Linked DNA regions of Hordeum vulgare: region 2 is linked to region 1. Evidence: chromatin contacts called from public Hi-C data. All regions are on one chromosome and are shown on one strand. Each heading gives the region's core, a stretch centred on a gene start, on an enhancer-like site or on the middle of the called end of the contact. The rest is flanking DNA. Distances are from core to core; before and after follow the strand shown.

What was found. A called contact is a pair of places that touch in the nucleus more often than the background predicts.
Region 2: a Hi-C map of leaf shows a contact between it and region 1, with 3 times the contacts expected there. The contact joins the promoter of LOC123426396 here to the promoter of LOC123426394 in region 1. A contact is called at or near these places in 2 of 6 Hi-C or Micro-C datasets (leaf and seedling) and 1 of 1 datasets of contacts at active chromatin or transcription factors (embryo).

The regions. Positions count from the first base shown.
Region 1 is chr2H:392,604,797-392,612,005 of MorexV3_pseudomolecules_assembly, forward strand. LOC123426394 (probable proline transporter 2) reads right to left here and starts at 3,502. Exons shown (of 8, transcript XM_045110226.1): 1 at 3,091-3,502; 2 at 2,400-2,607; 3 at 1,793-2,017; 4 at 1,397-1,491; 5 at 1,001-1,190; 6 at 732-856; 7 at 434-649; 8 at 1-338. The coding sequence starts at 3,096.
Region 2 is chr2H:392,861,818-392,868,624 of MorexV3_pseudomolecules_assembly, forward strand. It overlaps LOC123426396, which reads right to left and starts at 1,660. Exons shown (of 5, transcript XM_045110228.1): 1 at 1,142-1,660; 2 at 950-1,065. The coding sequence starts at 1,621.

The DNA.
Region 1 (7,209 bases), core at 2,252-4,751:
ATAAGCCTGAGCGCAGCGACTGCGGCCGTGACCGACAACAAGCTGAACCCAACAACATTCAGCCAGTGCCAACCTTTCTGAAAGGCAGAAAGTTTGGGGCCCTTCACCATCAGGTACATGTGGTTTGCAAGAACAAACGTGAGGGGGAAGGTGCTCAGGGCGCCGGTCAGGCTCATGAAGTCGCCAAGGAACGGCAGCATCGCAGCCACCAACGTGTTCACCGTCAGGTAACCTCCTCTCACACCAATTCTGAAAACAACATTGTGGATTGCAAAAGGCCCACCGTGTCCGCTGCCAAATCTTGTGTCCAGGTACTCATACATTGGGCTTGCAAATATCTAGAAAAGAAACTCAGATGTTAGTTCAGCACGAGGAAATCATCAACTTTGAGATGGATTGCTTTTTTGACTATGAAGTAAGAAGGTAGACCTACATGTAATGCTATGACAGTCTGAAGAAAGGCCGAGAAATTTGCCACAACTTTTATCCAAGCTGGGCCATGGACGCTATTTAGTAGATAACTCGAGGTTGACGATCCGTAAGCCCAGTATCCCATAAAGGTCACAGCATACAGAGGCAACGAACCAACAGTGAATTGGAACCAGAGAGCTTTCTCCATGTTCTTGACCACAGGAGGCCTTATGGTTGCCTGCAATGTGTTTGAGTCACATAAGGTAATTTGATGGCACATAAACTAGTCAGTAGCCTTCTGTGCTACTACAAAGACTCACCTGAATTTCTGGTAGCATTCCAGTGTTGTACGCAAATACAAGATTTGCTACAGCACCTATCGTAGTGAAGACTCTAGTTGACTGTGATCCAGGAATACTATAATCCTTTGCAGGTGCTGTTATGCCTTGAAAAAATTAAGTGATGAAACAAACTGTCATATTGAAGAAACCTCAAGCATATTTATAGTATAGCAACAATTAGAATGCACACGAAATTATATGGCATAAAATATGCCAAGAGAGCTGAACAAGGCGCCAAAGGGTAATACCATCTCTAAGCGACAGCACAAATGCTATCACAATATAGATGAGACTGAAAACAGTGGAGAATCCCAACCAAATTCGGAGAGCAGATAGATAAGGAATTCCAAATGCAAAAAGAGCACAGACAAACCCAGATAATGCTATGCAGTAGGGAAGTTTGAGAAGTCCGTCATCTCTAAAGAGTACATATATTGCCTGAAGAGAAGAAATCATCACATCACAAATAAGCCTTGGGAGGATAAAACATCACACAAGTATGTTTGTTCAGAATAAGATCAACAATTTAACGATACCCTGGAAATAAATTCAACAGATGGATTCCCAGCATTGTATCCAGATATTTTAACCAGATTGGTTTTCACACGAACATAAGTTAGGTGATAGTGATTACGCTATCGTACCTTCAGTGCTTGGCCAGCTAAGATGATAAAACCGGTGTTGATCATGAAAAGATTAATATATTGTAGAGCCCATGTAAGCGCATACATTTTTCTTCCTGTAGTCACCAAAATAAAGGTATAAAGTAATTATGTTGGGATAAAGAAATTGCATTTGAATTTCATCCAGATAAAACAAATCCCAACTGGAGCGGTTAAAAGGGAAGTGGTGCCCAAATGGCAAACAAGTGGATTAGAACGAGGTACTATGTATATTTGACCCAAGGCCTCGACAACCACAACATGGACTCTACAACTAGGACATATGGGTGTCCTTGAAAACAAATAGAGCAAACTCCAGTTTATGAAACGTTATGTCTATCTCATTAGAATGTGGGGATAGAGTGTATGAATATGTACCATATATATGTCCAGCAAGATCTCTGTATCTAATATGGCGTTTCCCACCAATTTCATGGAGGCGACCAAGCAGAGCATTTGCATACATCGAGATTGCAGCAGCCAGGATCAACCCGCATGTTCCACCAATCCAGCCCAAAGGGACCATAATCGACCCAGAGTATCCTAGAACATACGCACTATTGACCCCTGTTGTCAGGACAAATCCAACTTGATACCAAGGATCTGAAAACGATCAGAATCTTTCATTAGTTAAGTAGTCACAGATACAAGAACTGCATTCACAAGAAAACGATTAGTGTGCATAACATTTTAAGGTTTTGAACCCAGATCAGTGGAAGCAGTGAGACGAGGCATCACCGAAAAATTATGTATTTCCATGATCAAAGTATGATGAATGTAAAAAAAAAACTTGGAGCGTTACAGAATTCAGTTGGGTTGACATGCTATTATTTTGATAGCAGAACATATAACTGATAAGCATTTGAGTTGATGGCAACAGAGTGATTAAGATGCAGGGGGAGTATCAGATTCACATAGTCGACAACCAGTTTGGTGAGCTATCCTTGTTGTTATCATGGAGAAAAGATAGGGTAGAAATGATTACCAACGCTAATCTGGTGCGCGGTATCCTCAGAAACATCGAGCCTGTCACCCTTTTCATCGTCGGCCATCTTGCAGGGCAGCAGCGGCGCCCTGTCCCCTGAACCAGGCAAGCAAGGGGAGGAAGAGGTTGACGCCCAGGAAGAAGAAGCGAGAGGAGAAGAGTCGGAGAGGGCTTCCTCGTCGTGCTGTTGCTGCTGCTGCTTGGTGACCTATAAATAGGGAGCGGCAAACGTCACAAAAGTAGCATGCGACAAGTGAAATTGGGGATTTTCTTTCTTCTCTAAGAGAGGAAAAACTTGATTAATTTCCCATTTTCATTCCACATCTATAAAAAAACATGCATATTTATATTAATATACACATCCACAGCACACTTTGTGAAAAATAATAAAAATAGTACTAATTAGTAATGATAACAATAATAATAACAGCAATATTAGTACTATTAGCAATAATAATACAAGTAACCTTTCCGGGAAACATTAATCCAATAACTACTACTTCCATGATAATGATAATTAGTAATTTGTATTATTGAAGCGATCAATCCATGTCATGTCAGAATAAAGGCATCAGTCTATTCATCCGATTCTGTAGCAGAATAGGTTCGTTCGTTGTGTGCGCCGGGCTATCTATGTAATCTACTACTGGAAAAGGAGGGAGGAAGGAAGAAAAGAAGAATCCGCACTCACATCCATCAGAAAGGCAGCCGGGACTTCCTTTTGGGTTTGTTATTAATGCCTTCCTCCTTTGAATTCAATCTTCTGAAGAAGAAGAAAAAAAGAGAACCGAATGGAATCGATCCTCTCCCCCTCCCCCTCCCCACTAACACGGCCCCTTTAATTCTCCGCCGACGGTGCCGGATATGATGATTGATGGCGGCAACTGCGGCAGAGGCTTGAGATTAGAATAGGGCAGCGGCAGCGGCAGCAACCGCTCGCCGTAGCTGGCTAGTGCTGCCCCGCCGCCGCTCTACCTAGCTAGGTAGCTAGCAGTATATACTAATAGTAATAGGCTGAGGCTGAGGGGGAGGGGGAGGGGGAGGAAGAAGAAGAGGATGGAGGTTGTGCCCGTCTACTGGACTCTCTGTCTGTTTATGAAGAGGGGCCGGGGAAGAAGATCGAGTTGGTTCATGTGTTAGTTGGTCGCGATCTTTTCGGCAACGTACTAGCAAGTCGTTACTCTAGTTTGTTACGGCGACGAAATCCATCCATCTTATCTAAAATCCCCTCCCTTCCCTTCCAGATGCGATAAAATCGCACTGATTGACCAGGGGTTTCATTTAATTATTTTCCTGTGGCCATTTTATTTTCCTAATGGCGTGCACGGCAACATAATAGTGCTGCCTTTTTGCTGACCAAACAGATAAAGAAAAAAGCGTTAACTATGCAAGATTCAGCTGACGACTCCTAAAAGCATCACCAACATCCTTTTCTCGTGTCTCTCGTCCCAAGCAGCGACACGAGCCCCGCAACGCAAATATTTCTCTTCTTTCAAGATTATGACCCTACTAATCACCTAGCTAAGCACTTCACACTCTCGCAACCAATCACCCATGTACAAATCTCCTCATGAAATGATGAGTCTTTGTTAGTGGAGCATCATATGCCCTGTCTGACTGTCCGCTGTGAACGGGGCACTGGCATCAGTACTCGACGTGATTATTACGGATATTCAGCTCTAGAACATATTTTTTTATTTATTCACACCAATCTAAAATGCAATCTTAAAAGGACCCATTACTGAAACCAAACTCTAAAAGGCACCCATCACAAAGAACAAAGACAAGAATCTGCCCAAACCCATTGCCTTGGGCATAATCATGTTAGGTTATTGCCATATATGGACTCAAATAAATGAAAAAAAATCAGAAGAGAAGTTCGAAATAAAAGCACTTGGAAATTGATTCTCGAGCAAGATCTTGCACTTCTTTAATAGGATCAAGCAGAAAATTGTGGCCGTTTTAATGACAGGATTGAGAGCTTTTTATACCAATTCACGACCCCCAAAGCTGGAATTGGATAAACTCTTGTGGCTTTTCTTCTTCTTTCTTTTGCATGTACTCCCTCGTGATATAAACGTTTTTATATTTATTTACAGAAAGAGTACTTTTTAGTCTACATATTATTTTGGTTATATATATGAAAATATCGTAAAGCAATTGTATGGTTTGTGGCTCGGTAATAATAATAATAATAGCAACCCAACGATGACATCTTTTGTGGCATATTAGGCATCTCACATGGGTCATACATTGTGTATGCCGTATGTAGGAGGGAGTTGTCACGCCCAAGATGCGATCTTATCCTCAATTTGCCACGAGGGCCTCGTCAGGGATAGAAGCGCATCTCGTCGTGTCGCAAGAAAGGATATCGTTACAAGTACATTTACTGAAAAGAAGATATATATATATATATAGAATTGGCTTACACTCGCCACAAGCTACATCAGAGTCACATCAGTACAATACATAATCACCATGAATAAGAGCAGGGTCCGCCTACGGACGAAAACAAACGAGAAAAGAAGAACAACGTCCATCCTTGCTATCTCAGGCTGTCGGCGTGGAACCCATCCTAGATCGATGAAGAAGAAGAAGAAGAAGCAACTCCAAATGAACAATCAACGCGTTCGCGTTGAGTAACCTTTACCTGTACCTGCAACTGGTGTTGTAGTAATCTGTGAGCCACACGGGACTCAGCAATCTCATTTCCAAAGGTATCAAGACTAGCAAAGCTTAATGGGTGAGGTATGGTTAAGTGGTGAGGTTGCAGCAGCGGCTAAGCATATATTTGGTGGCTAAACTTACGAGTACAAGAAATAAGAGAGGGAAGATCTATGCATAGCGGACGTGAACTACTGATGATCAAATGAATGATCCTGAACACCTACCTACGTCAGACATAACCCCACCGTGTCCTTGATCGGAGAAGGAACTCACGAAAGAGACAGTCACGGTTATGCACACAGTTGGCATATTTTAATTAAGTTAACTTCAAGTTATCTAGAACCAGTGTTAAACAAAGTTTCCACGTTGCCACATAACCGCGGGCACGGCTTTCCGAAAAGATTTAACCCTGCAGGGGTGCTCCAACAAGTCCATCACAAATTACCACAAGTCGCATAGAAATCCTCAATTACGAAGCTCGCGATCTCGTCGAATTCCCTAGTGGAAAACCTCAACTCCGAGATTACCCAAAGCATCACCGGAATCCCGATGCACAAGATATCTCGTCAAAGGTAAAACTAATCTAGCAAGGCCGCCCGACGTGTCGACGATCCCGATAGGAGCCGCGTATCTCGTTCTCAGGACACGACGGATGGGTCACACTAGGAGAAACCAAACCTCGGGTTGCCCCGTGGTGGCCCCGTAGTCTGCCAGTTTGGACCAAAACTCATGAGGAGCACTGGCCCGGGGGTTGATTAAATTTCCTCGGGTTAATTACTCCCTATGCAGTTCATTAGTTATTAGGCAAATGTAGTACCAAAGTTGGACCTTGCCAGACCAGCTTTAATCTAAAACGAATTATCAAGGGAGTCCCCATAACACCCCGATCGTGTTAGGAGCACTCAATTATGGAACATAACACCGGTAGCCGAAAACTAAGGGGGCAAAGGTGGAACAAAACACCAGGCTAGAAAGGCCGAGCCTTCCACCTTTTACCAAGTATATAGGTGCATTAAATTAAATAGCATATAATATGGTGATAAAACAAGGAACCCATGTTATCACATGGAAGCAATTGCACTTGCATCTAGCAACGCTAACACATGGTTAAGCAAGTAGTAACATAGCCAATCAGTGGTTTGCTAGGTCGAACATGTTGAAGGTTATCATGGCATTGTAGAGAGGCTGATATTTAACATGTGGTAGGCAACGAGACATAAACGGTAGAAATGGTAAAACTAGCATGGCAATGATAGTAATGGTATCTGGGGAAATGGTCATCTTGCCTGAGATCCCGCTTGGAAGAAGAACAACTCCGTGAAGTCGGCGAACCAACGTAGACGAACGGGTCCTCACATTCCGACACGCTTGCGGAACTCTATCGAGACGGAGCAAACCGGAAACAAACATCAACACGGATATTCACCACGGCAAATGCAAGACATGATGCACACCCTAATATGATGCATGAACAGATCAATGATGCAAGGCATGGCATGACAATTCACCTCACGCAAACACTACACATTAAGTGAAGCTCGATATGCAACGAGTTACATATCGACGAAACTCCACGATTAATTATTTAGTTCGCTCCCGGCTATTTACACGGCAATATTAAATTGTTGTTAACATGGCAAGGGGTGAAGCGGTGATTCTACATGTCATCCTAGACGGTTAACACACGGGACTTAGAACGGAGCTACATACAAGAGACATGCAACAGAAGATATTATGCCATGAATGCGTCATGCATGCAAGTTACAACAACACAGGCAAGAAGGAAAAGAAGCATGTGTCACCACGACGAGCGAAAGGGAACCATGGCGGCAAGTCGGAAACGAAGCCACGGCAACGTTCCTATCCCGATACTCATCGAGATATCGGTGCCAACGAATAGGGAGCGCGTGCGTGACAAACCAAATAATGATGGGGTGATCCCATTTATCGGGTTCCCATGTGTCGAGGGCACGACGAAAAAGGAAGACAACGTGCAACGGGCAAACATATGGCGCAAACATATAGTACATCTCATACATCACATGCATTCGGGTCACGACACGTTTCTACGTATACCTTTGAAGCGTGCATATCGGAGCGGTTCGGGACGTTCCGGTGAAAACATAGGTCGTCGTGGACGTCG
Region 2 (6,807 bases), core at 410-2,909, 260 kb after region 1:
TAGAATCAATAATCTAGCATACGATACATCCTTCTTAATGAGGTCAGAATAGCTGAAAACACCTCTCCACAAAAAGCAATTATCAGGTGTCATGAAGTACAAGAACAAGAAAAACGCCATGTTAATAATGAAACCGGACAAAATGCTTAAATAGCAGAGATAATCGCAAGAACAAAATAACATGAAGGAAATACATGTTACAGCATTCTGCAACACAGCAGAGTAGCTGTATGAACAAAATCCTAACTAGGCTGTGACAATGACGTGAAAAGGGTGACTACCAGAAATAGGAATATTCAGTTTGTTATAGATTGGGAATGATATTATTGAGAAACTTACTGAATCATGACACTCGAATGTCATACTATTCCCATGCAACTAAGAGAAGGTTCATCACTTAACCAGACTGGCATATCTGACTAGACTCGAGTAACATGAAATGCAACAATTTGACGACTTATGTTGCACCAACATATTTCTAAGTGAATAACGGCTGCAATGAATGTAGAATGTGCACGATATTTACCACATCACACGGATACACACGTAATTTTCCAGAATCACCAGAACAACTACATGATGATACATTTCCTTCTAAAATTTCCGTTCTGTCTGGCAGATTAACAATTTTGTTATTTGGTGCACTTAATTCAGAAAAAAAAAAGTCAGCATCAGCAAAAGCTCAGTGTCCGGACAGAAGACACAATGTCCTCTGGCAGGTATAAAAATTATCTGACTGCATCCATGCTTCATACGCAGCAGGCATGCTAGACAGTTAGCAAACGAGAGAACTAGACATGCCCTACAATATTAATCATTTCATGACAACGTGTGCGACACACAACGGTGGCAATCTAAAAGAGAAGCCATCATGTGCGTGTTCCTCTGGTAGCTGGTATATTTGTGGTGCAAAAGCAATCCGGTTGAAGTTAAATTTGTGGGTGGCTACCTGATGGTTGTTGGGCAGAGGAGGGCGCCGTGGCGATCGACCTTGCCGACGCGCAGAGAGACGAGAGGAACGCAGAGACACCTTGCCAGCATGCCCACCTCCGAGACCTCAAAGTGCTGCAGCGCCCGCCCGATGAGGTGAGAAGAGAACCAATCGATGGCACTTATCGACCACAGGGATAGGAAATGTCACCTGAGAGAGGTGAGATATGAAGCGGTTCTCGGCGGCGGAGCATGACACGTTGAGGGTGAGGAGGGGCCTGAGACGGTCGTCGGCGCGGCAGGCCCCAACGAGCTGCTGGCGGAGAGGCAGCGGGCGATGAGCATCCTCTCCTCCTCCTCCTCCTCGTTCCGATCCGGAGGTCTCCGGCTCGTCGTCGTCGGAGTTAGGGAAGGAGGAATAGGATCCATCTCGGCTTGGCGGCTCACCCATCGGGAGAAAGGCAGGAGGGAATCCTAGGGTTTGCTCGAATCTGGTGGGAGACAGGATTGGGGGAGGAGAGAGCGAGATGAGACAGGAGACGGGAGGGGAACCACGAGACCAGAACCAAATCAATCGCAGACCGGGTGGAGAGGAGGCAGATATTTTCCAAGCGACTGATTGCAATTGCGCCCCTCGGGGTGTGGCCCCGATCCATCCTCTCCGTCTCGTCCGTCCAACTTTGGGCCCCATATCCACCCATCTCCGCCCTGCACAAGGAAACGACCACCAGCCAAGGCACACTTCCTCTCGGCATAGGTTCAAACGCTCCGGTTTGGTAACACACGTATGGGCACCGGTGAAACCTCCTCGTGCCCTCATCCGTTCTATCTTAAAGCAACTTAAGATGGACCGACTCAAATGGATTATGTTTTTGTATGCTTTTGTATCCGTTTGGATCAATCGCCCGTCCGACGTTCGTCCTGTTTTAAGTTTGGATCAGCAGTGCGTTCAATGCGTCGATCCATTTCATGTCCGTACATAATTTTTAAAAAAGGTCCGCGGTCATAGATCATGCGAGAGACCATAGATCATGCCAGCATCATTGCCAGCGCCGGCATACAATCACCATACAGTTCATGTTGGCGCACTCGCCAGCGGCCGACACACATGCGAGCATACAAAAAGGGATGTAATTTAAGTTCGACCACGCCATCGCGGTCTCGTGGTCATGCCAGCACACGTGTCGGCATACAAAAAAAGGCTCGCGGTCATAGATCACTCCTCGTCGAACTTGAGCATGTTGGCTTGCATCTTCTCAAACCACGACCTCTTCCTTGGCGACACGGTGTTGAGATCTACCTTCATGATCTCCACCCCGGTCATCATGCTCGCGAGAGTCACTTCTTTTGCCTTGGCCTTGGCGTTGCCGGCCTTAATCTCTAGCATCTTGGCTTGTTTCTCCCCTCCATCTCAAGCATCTTGGTTTGCTTCTCAGTGTTCATCTCAAGTGTCCTCCTTTGGATCTCCATGAAGGCGTTCATTTGCTCTTGTTTGTAACGCTGGCGCTCCTCCTCCCTTGAGTCCTTCTTGCTCATTATGCCCTCCACGCTTGCGATCAAGGCGTTCGACGCCGCATCCCGCTTGTCCTCCTTCTTGGAGTTGGTCTTCCCCCGCGGCCGTGCGTGCTCACCGTGCCCAACCTCCTCCACGGCTTGCTTCCCCCACGCGACTTGAGGACGGCATATTGTGCCATGAACTTCTCCTCGCCTTTGATGACCCTAAAGCAATGGAAGAGGTTGAAGCACTTGTCATTGTGTTGGACCTTGAATGCCTCCAAAGCTTAAAATGCCTACAAATGTATTTCATGCAGGCATATTGGCAAATGGTATGCAAATGAACACGCAAGCATAAACTTGATGACACAAAAGAGGGCGCCTTGCTAGCATACCATGTCTTGCATGTCGATGCCGCTCACAGGACGGGCCTTGACGCTCTCAAGAGTGGCACAAATCTTGTTGCACACTTGTTGGATCACCCTCCATCGCTTCAAAATAGACACCCACCCGCGCGTGCTTACTATTTGGTACGGCGGAAACTTCTTGCGCTCATGAAACTCACGGTGGACACGAATCCAAAACGTTGAATGCTTTTGTTTGGCGCACGTCTTGGGGTCTTGCCCAATGTCTCTCCAACACTCGCAAAGAAGCTTGTCCTCAGCCGCCGTGTGTGCCTTGGTCCGCTTGCTCTTGTGATTCGGCCGCTTCGCACAGGCGGCTTGGTTGGCGAGCTTGTCCTCAAACAAAGGCTCCCCTTCGATGTCACACTCGTCCTCTTCCTCTTGCTCGTAGTCCTCCGGAAACTCGTGGTCGAGTGGGAAGCCGTCCACGTCCATGCCGACCTGATCACGCATGAAGGCCGCCTGGTCTTGATTAAAGTTGAACGACATGAACGCCCCTCGGTCGCCCTGACTTTGTGTCTCGTCGGGATCGTAGCCAGCGGCCGACGCACCACCCTCGAAGATCAAGTATGTATGTAGTCCTCGTCGCCGGCGACCGGCATTTCGTCGAACAGATTGCGTACACCCGACAGCATGTCTGCTGGCATCTGTCGCGCGTGTTTCCTCGCGCCTCCGGATGACGAGCCACCGGCCACCGGTGTGGCATTGAGGTCGATGGGCGCAGGCGTGGGCGTGGAAGGCACCACCATGCTCACCTCCGGCGAGCACTCCCCGGAGAGGCGGGAGGCCTGCGGGTAGACGTAGAAGTGGGGCATCGGGGTGCAAGCTGACGCGCGGGGCGAGTCGGGCAACGCCATCCGAGGGAACGTGGATGAGTGATACGCCCCAAACGTATCTATAATTTATGTTTGTTCCTTGCTCTTTTGGGTGACATTGTCATATGTTTTGCTACACTTTCATACATTTTTACACATATTTGGACTAACCTACTAACTCAGTGCACCCAGTGCCAGTTTCTGTCTACTGATGTCTTTTAATTGCAGGGATTTTACCCCAATTTTTAGAGCCCCAAAAATCTTGAGAAAAATATATAAAAATCAGCATGAAGGAAGCTTCACGAAGCACCAAGGTGGGCCAGAGGGGAGCCAGGCCTCACCCAGGCAGCCACCTGGCGCGGGCCCCCTCCTGGCCGCACCACCAGGTCGCCTGGGCAGCTGGTCCACCCCCTGCCCCCTCCTTTGGCCTATATTTACCCCTCGGACGGGAAACCCTGAGCACAGATCCAAAATCGCGAATTTCTCCACCGTTCCGCGGCCACAACGCTTCCGAGATTGGGAGCGCTAGAAGACCTCTTCCCGGCACCCTGTCGGAGGGAGGATTGACCTCTGGGAGCTTCTCCACCATCATGGACGCTTCCCGGACGTGCCGTGAGTAGTCCTCCTTGGACCATGACTCCATGACCAGTAGTTATGTGATGTCTTCTCTCCAATCTTGTGCTTCAATGCTTAGCCCTTGTGAGTTGCCCTACATGATCAAGGCATCTATATAATTTACGTGATGTTGTTGTGGTGCGTTTGCTGGGATCCGATAGATTATGAGATTATGTTCATATTGTGATGAGTTATATATTTGGTTCTCCTTTTATATTATGTTCTTGAGTAATTCATGCATGTTCTCCGTTGCTTTTCATTACTTTGGCTGAGTAGTAGATTCTAACTCCAAGAGGGAGCGTTCTGCATGATTGTGGGTTCATGCCCCCTGATGTCTAGCTTGAGTGACAGGAACATGAGACTAGGGGATGTGTTGTTGCCACCAGGGAGAAAACAACGGTGCTTGTGACCATGGTTGCAAGGATTGTTTACCTTACGCAAAGTTCATTAATGTCGTTATCCGTTGCTTTGAGTTTACACTTTGGGTGGGGCTCGCAACTTAATACCAGCGAGATCTTCTGGATAGATATCTCAAGGTGGATGATTAGAGAGTGGATGTTGATGGATAAACGGTCTACTTGTCTTGGCGTATTGCCCATTACTTTTGAGCCTCTAACTTTCTTGTAGCATGATTAGCATTGCGGTGCGTTTATAATTCTGTCAATTGCCCAGCTGTAATTTGTTTACCTAGCATAGTTGTTTATTGTCTTTTAGGAGAGAGACATCACTAGTGAACATCATGGGACTCTAGTCCATATTACCACCATTATTTACACCTCCACCATTTACAGCTTTTATTTACTTTTCTGTTGCAACCACTATCGCTATTCCCGCTTCTGTTTGATCCTTTGCAAACTACAAGGCCGGAGAGATCGACAACCTCTCTGAAATCGTTGGGAGCAAGGTTATTTGTTGTGTGTGCAGGTCCACGTCTTCCGCTAGTGCCAGAGCAGCGGACACCTACTTGTTGATCCTCGGAATCCTCCTGGTTCGATAAACCTTACAGTCCTCGTGTAAGGGAAATCTGCTGCTGACTACGTCTCGACCTTCCACTTGGGGTAACCAACAAGGGGCGAGAAGTATATCCATCAACTCGTCATCAAGCAAATTTCTGGCGCCGTTGCCGGGGACTCCAGTCTTCAAGATAAGGGAGTTGCACACTATCCTTTACCTTTGCTTTTTAGTCTTGTTAGTTTGCTTTCTAGCTTTTGCTTTAGAGTCTTATACCAAAAACCACAAAAAAAATTAGTTGCTTTGTTCTTGCTTCTTGCTGCTGCTATGGGTTCCTCTAAGAACACCAAGTTGTGTGACTTCACTAGTCACAACAACAATGACTTTATCTGCACTCCTATTGCTGCTCCCGCCAATGAGGCGACCTCTTATGAGATTAAACCTGCTTTACTGAACCTTGTTATGAAAGATCAATTCTCCGGTGCTCGAGATGCTGCTGCTTTGCACTTGAATAATTTTATTGAGCTTTGTGATATGCAAAAGTACAAAGAATTAGATGGTGATATTGTTAAACTTAAGCTTTTTCCTTTCTCCTTGAGAGGAGGAGCTAAAGTGTGGCTTCAATCTTTGTCTAGGAATAGCATGGATTCTTGGGATAAGTGCAAAGATGCTTTTATTGGGAAGTATTACCCGTCTGCTAAGATTATCCAGTTAAGAAGTAACATTATGAATTTTAGGCAACTGGATAACGAACACGTTGCCCAAGCTCGGAAACGTATGAAATCTCTTGTTAAGAATTGCCCTACACATGGTTTGACTACTTGGATGGTTATCCAAACTTTCTATGCATGATTGAACTTTACCTCGTGGAATCTGTTGGACTCGGCCGCGGGAAGAACCTTTATGTCAACTACACTTGGTGCTGCCACGAAACTATTGGATGAGATGATGAAAAATTATTCTCAATGGCACACCGGGAGAGCTCCAACAGGTAGGAAGGTAGACTCTGTTGAGGAGATCTCCTCCCTTAATGATAAGGTTGACATGATCATGTCTTTACTTACTAAGCAAGCTCCTATTGATCCTCATGATGTTCCTTTAAATTATTTGGTTGCTCAAGAAAGAGAGCAAGTTGATGTTAATTTTATCTCTAGGAACAACTTTAATAATAATGCTTATAGGAGTAATTTTGATAGCAATCCTAGACCGTTCCCATCCAACAACTATGGGAACAACAACACTTATCCTAGCACCAAAAACTCCACTTCTGAATTAGAGAGCATGCTTAAAGACTTTATCACTTCTCAAAAAGCCTGCAACAAGAGTGTAGAAGAGAAATTAGAAAAATTAGATAGTCTCTCTTTGAAGGTAGACAACATAGCTCATGATGTAGAGATGCTTAAAATTAGAACTTTCCCCCTTAAGGAAAAGGAAAACCACACCCATAAATGCTATCCAAGTCCAAATTAATGAGAACATTATAATGCTATCCAAACTTAAAGATAGATGGGCTAGAGAAAAAGAAGAGGAAGATAGGATTAAGAGCCTTCCTACACACACTACCCTTGCTACCATACAAGTTGTTGAGGATCTCAAAA